Linked DNA regions of Oryctolagus cuniculus: region 2 is linked to region 1. The links are chromatin contacts, called in public Hi-C maps. All regions are on one chromosome and are shown on one strand. The core of a region is the stretch at or near the end of the contact, and the rest is flanking DNA. Distances in the headings are between cores, read along the strand shown. Region 1 holds the start of LOC100351153 (large ribosomal subunit protein mL63). Region 2 holds the start of PLCL1 (phospholipase C like 1 (inactive)).

The links. Hi-C and Micro-C count contacts between places; a contact is called where the count stands out from the background.
Region 2: a contact with region 1 is called in a Hi-C map of liver, with 5 times the contacts expected there. The contact joins the promoter of PLCL1 here to the promoter of LOC100351153 in region 1. A contact is called at or near these places in 6 of 6 Hi-C or Micro-C datasets (ear pinna, embryonic fibroblasts, liver and 3 more).

What each region holds. Positions count from the first base shown.
Region 1 is chr3:42,082,109-42,084,808 of mOryCun1.1, forward strand. It overlaps LOC100351153 (large ribosomal subunit protein mL63), which reads left to right and starts at 1,279. Exons shown (of 4, transcript XM_008258886.3): 1 at 1,279-1,297; 2 at 1,300-1,468; 3 at 1,470-1,524; 4 at 1,527-1,592. The coding sequence starts at 1,279. The coding sequence ends at 1,592. The region is part of intron 5 of PLCL1 (phospholipase C like 1 (inactive)); the gene reads right to left.
Region 2 is chr3:42,478,854-42,481,553 of mOryCun1.1, forward strand. It overlaps PLCL1 (phospholipase C like 1 (inactive)), which reads right to left and starts at 1,320. Exons shown (of 6, transcript XM_002712372.5): 1 at 612-1,320. The coding sequence starts at 854.

The DNA.
Region 1 (2,700 bases), core at 29-2,528:
TGGAATCTCTCTCTCACTCTCTCCCCGCCTCATCTCTTACTCTGTAACTTTGCCTTTCAAATAAATAAATAAATTTTTTAAAAAACTCAATTATCAAAGTTGTAAAACTGCAAAACAAACCTACCTATTGCATTGAGATGCCCTTAAAAAGAAGTTCTCCAGAACTTAATAAAGAGGTATTAAATTTAAAGTCTGAAATTCCCATGTGTTGTGCCTGTAATACCTTGTTCTCATCCATGTATATGTGACTTGAGAAATACTCCCTTTGCTTTAGGAACTATTGTGGTCTCCTTTATCTATAAAAGCAGACCTGATTCTTAAGTTCTACTTTGTTCACGTATTCATCAAATAAATATTTATTACACACTACATACAAGGCTATGGTTCTCAATCCCATCAAAACCAAGGCACTTTAGAACAAATATTTTATAAGATTCCCTTTATTATTCAAAAATGAAATGTACAGCTAATATAACCTACTTACATGTTATTTAAAATATGGTTCAAAAGAGAAACAAGAAAATGGTCATTTAAGGTAAAATAATTTGTATGGGGGCCGGCACTGTGGTGCAGTAGGCTAAGCCTCTGCCCGTGGTGTCTGCACCGCATATGGGCACCAGTTTCTGACTCGGCTGCTCCTCTTTCTATCCAGCTCTCTGCTGTGGCCTGGGAAATCAGTAGAAGATGGCCCAAGTGCTTGGGCCCCTGCAACTGCATGGGAGTCCTGGAAGAAGCTCCTGGCTCCTGGCTTCACATAGGCTCAGCTCCACCTGTTGCAGCCATTTGGGGAGTGAACCAGTGGATAGAAGACCTTTTTCTCTGTCTCTCCCTTTCTCTGTCTATAATTGTACCACTCAAACATATAAATAAAATCTAAAAAAAGTATAAATGACCAAGGAGGCACATCAGAAACCCTAATAAAGTCAGCAAATGCCTGCACTATGCCCCCAGGCTGGTTTCCTAGGATACAACAGTAAGTTGTAAGACTTACAGTAAGACACTATCATTGTCCCCAAAGAAATTAAGTCTAGTGAATGCAGAGGCATCTGTCAATTAATCACAAAAATACAGGTAAAGCTAGTCACCAGTTGTCTGAAGTGCTGAGGGAAAGAGTGTACTGCTGTGAGGACTGTGGTCTGGGGAGAGGAGCTGAGAAAGTGACAGTGCAGCACTCTGCGAATGTGCAATGTGGAGGATGGGCAGGCATCTTCATTGCTTTCTTGGTATCTTACTGTCAATGAAACACAATACAGAGTTCTGGAGAACGCGGCAGGCAGCATGTTCCTCACCGCGCTGCTCCGCGCAATCGCATTCCGGGCCGGCAGTGGAGCGGGAAGCACTGGCGGCCACCGCAGGTGTCCGTGTTTGCGAAGCATAACATGATCCGTCGGCTGGAGATCGAGGCCGAGAACCACTACTGGCTGAGCATGCCCTCCATGAGCGCCGAGCAGGAGTACGGCCAAGCCGCAGCGCAGGGCCGAGGCCTTCGAGGCCTTGAAGGTGGCCAGGACCTCCAAGTTCCCCACCCCGCCCCGCACAGGTTCGTTGCAGACCAGCTCGACCATCTCAGTGTCACCAAGAAGTGGTCCTAACCCTGAGCCTTCGCCCTTGGGTTTGATGGATCACCGGACCGTCCTGTCTGTGTGGTGCCGGGACTGAAAAGCTCCGAGAAGAAGCAGGAGGCTTTGGACCAGAGCACAATGAGCCGGGTATGCGTTGTCTGGGGCTTAAACTCCCAAAGCACTGTCCAGTTGTGTTCACATTTCAGTCTGCTAGGAAGATACCTGGGATTTCCTGAGCCACAGATAAGATAAAATGTATTTTGAAAGTTGTAATAAAGCTGCAAACCCGATTTGGGGGTCTTTGCTAAAAAAAAAAAAAAAAAAAAAAAAAAAAAAAAAAAAAAAGACAGACAATACAAGAAGGTTCCTTTGATGCTTGCCCCGAGTCTTCAATCCTGGAGTCGTACAGACAGAAACAGAGATGGTGTGACAGAGTGTTCTGGAAAGAGGCTGCCTATATGGCACAGCACCAAAATTGCCTCCTGCATCCCATTTTTCTCTATTTATAATTTCTTTTGTTTCCTTAATATCTATACCTCAAGGAAATGCTTGGAGTAGAAAACTTATAATAAAGTGTCACTTAATAACTATCATTTAGGCCTGAGAAATAAGAGTGCTTAACAATTTTTCAAAATTTTTGAAATATCTGAAGGACAGCTAAGCAGTTTTTATAACTTTACAGATAAAAAAGAACCAAGAAAGCCAAATAAATATATTGCCCAGGTTCATACAGAAAATGATTGTGAAGGAAGTAACTACTAATGCCTGCTTCCCAGGCCAAGAGATGTTCTTTCATCATCATATTGTTTTCTTTTATATTAGGACATATTAGATGATATATCACACACATCATCCAATAGAACTTAAAAATACAAAGAAGGAAAGCCAGCTTCAGATCACTATGGCTTGTAACAGAAAAAAATTCTCTGATAGAATCCCATGATTGCTCTAGGAATAAATTGCTAGCTTCATGCTGATACTTTCATTTCTGGTATTTGTCATCAATGTAGGTGCAGAATTTGGGAATATTTAATAATCTCACTATGAGCCAAATGTTCAGGAAACTGGAATATAAAAACAATGGTAGGGGATTCATGAGTGTGAAAAAAAGCTGAGGGAAAAAGACTAATTTTTAATT
Region 2 (2,700 bases), core at 70-2,569, 400 kb after region 1:
TGTTCCCGGGGATGTGGTGGTAACCGCAGCGACCAAGGGCGAAGCCTGGGGTTTGACTGCTTTTCAGTTGTGCTTTCTGCAGTGCAAAAACTAGGCTCTCTCAGTATCCGCCCAAAACTACCTGCATACCGGCAAAGTTCACGCGCCTTGGGATTTCGGGACCGTTCGAGTCTGGAGGGGATTTTTTTTCCCCCTAGAGAGTAAGCTATGCGTTTCCTTTACTGTGCAGGAAACACTAACCCTTCGCCCGAGAGCAGTACACAACCATCCTGAGGGTCTGCATTTATCCTGAGTCCTCCCTGCCCTCCTTCTCTCCACGGCTTAGTGGAGCCTGCAGAGAAAATACGCGAAAGCATCCATCAAACCGCAAAGACGCAGAGAGGAACTTTTTCTCCGCTGTCCGGGGATAAAAGTCACTGCTGACTCTCAAGGCCAAGAGCGGAGTCTGGGAACCTCCGGACGAGGAAGGAAGGTTCGGCGGCGAAGGAGGCGTGAGAAAACAATGCAGAGCCTGCACCGGCTCGGGACATCACACATCCCGCCCAGTACCCGATCCGCCCACCACCCACACCGCGCGCCCGGCGCTCCAGGCGCTGGTCGGCTCCCGTTACCTTGATGATGCTGCTGCGCCGGGGGGTCGCCCGTGCCGCCTCCAGAAGTCCTGCCTCGCTGTCCGCTGGGGCTCCCGCGGCGCCCGGCAGGGCGACCCCGCTGCGACGGTCCCTCAGGCGGCCCCCAGCGGCGGCTGCCGCGGCGTCCACGGAGCCAGGGTCCGGGCCCGCTCGGGGGTCGTCTTCGCTCCCAGCGACGTCCAGCGGCACCAGACCCTCCCTGCTGGCCGCGCCCTCGGCCATGGCCGGTCTCGTTTAGGGCCCCCGAGGAGGAACGGCACTCCCGGCAGCAGCGGCTGGGCACGGGTGCGCTCCTGCCCCGGGAGGCGGCCCCGTCAGACTTTGTTTCACCGGCCGGCGGTAGCAACTTTCCGGAGAGGAGCCATCGCACGACAGAGAGATGTCCTCGGGCGGGGGTCCCGGAGGCCAGCAGTCCGGCGGGGCACAGCAGCGGGGGGTGGGGAGGAGATGTGAGCGGGAAGGAGCTGGAGAGGAGGAAAGCGGAGGGATGTATCCGAAACGTGATGCAAACGCCCGCTCTGCGCCAGACAAAAGGCACCGGGCTCCCGGCCAGGCGGCCTCCGGAGCCGGGACGCGCGCAGCCCTGGAAGGGCCGGAACCCGGCGACTCGGGCGGGTGCACCCGCCACCTGCCCGCCGACCGCGGCGCGGCGGCCCCAAGAAGCGCGGCGGCGGCCTCCACTCCGCTCTGTTGTGACAAGGAGGAAGACTTGTTTTGACAGCCCGTGGGGATTGGCAGGCGTGTGGGCCTCTCAGGAGCCTCGCCTCGCCGAGGGGTCCGGCGCGACCAATCCTCACTGCGGAGGGGTGTGCCGCAGCGCCAAGAATGGGGCGCGCTCGGCTGCCGCGAGCCGGCCCCGCGCGGCTCGGGCCCTCGGTGCCGCGCGCGCCTGTGCGCCCCCGCAGGCGCCCCGCAGTATTTTAGGAAGTTCAGACCTCGAAGAGGCAACGAAACCCGGGAGGGGTGGGAGGTGGGGACAAGGAAACCTTTCCCTGCGAAAACAAGGCGGCTTGGAGGAAACGGGGTGTGGCGTACCAATGTCAAATCGCACAGGGTGCCCGAATGAAGCTTCGTTTGGATAGGGGTTCACCACAGGCCAAGCCCATGCAGAGAGAAGCTACGGTTTGCTGGGACCCTGCAGTTCCCTATTCTGCTTCAGGTTCCGTGAAAGTTCACTCCGCAGGGTGAATAAATGTGACCAAGAAAGGGAGTCAGAAAGACGGAAGATATAAGGCAACTGAGCTAACTCAATCCACCTGGAGAACGACTTTAAAAAGCACAGATAAGAGGGAAGTCAGAAAAATAGAAGGTGCGGGGGGGCGGGGAGGGGTTCAGTCCCTGTCTTAAAACGTCCCTATCTGACGATGGTGAAACCTCCTCTCTCTAATCCTATATAAGCATACTTTGCTCCCTTCCCGCAAGCTAGTGCCCAAGAATAGAGAGATCCTCCCATGACACATTAAACCGCTGAAATTAGCCACAGAATGCTCAGGTGCAAAGCAAGGCTCTAAGGCGCTCTGGCAGAAGGGAAGACTTGGCGTTTTAATTTAGAGGCGTTTTTGAGAGTAGAATCTATGTTAAACCTCACATAACGTTAAATGTATTTTAATTATTAGTATGTTAAGACTTTGTTTCTCAGTCTGGCCAAGAGGGTAAGAAATTCTTCAGCCTTTTAGATCCGAACATTGTTAAAATATCTGATTTTTACAGATGCCTAATGATTTAAGGATCGTCTCGAGCTGCCTTTTTATTTTATGGAAGAGAAAGCCCCAGCCAGCTTGTCCACAGGTGACTGCAAGAGCTGAAATTAGAATCTGCCTCCCAGCTCCTCCAGCGATCTCTTCACCACTCCACCTGGCTCCTCTGGGGTTGTAAACAGCCAGAACTGGATTGGGCCGTTGGAAAGTTTCAGATTTGGCATTTGCCAACTTCTAGGGGAGGCTAAGGAGGTTGGACTTTACCTTTTGTTTAAACATAAACGCAGCGCAGCAGTGAATGTACTTTGGATTAGTGGTGACCTCTGGTTTTAGAAACAACACCACCCTCTAGTGAGAGTCTAAGAACTGCA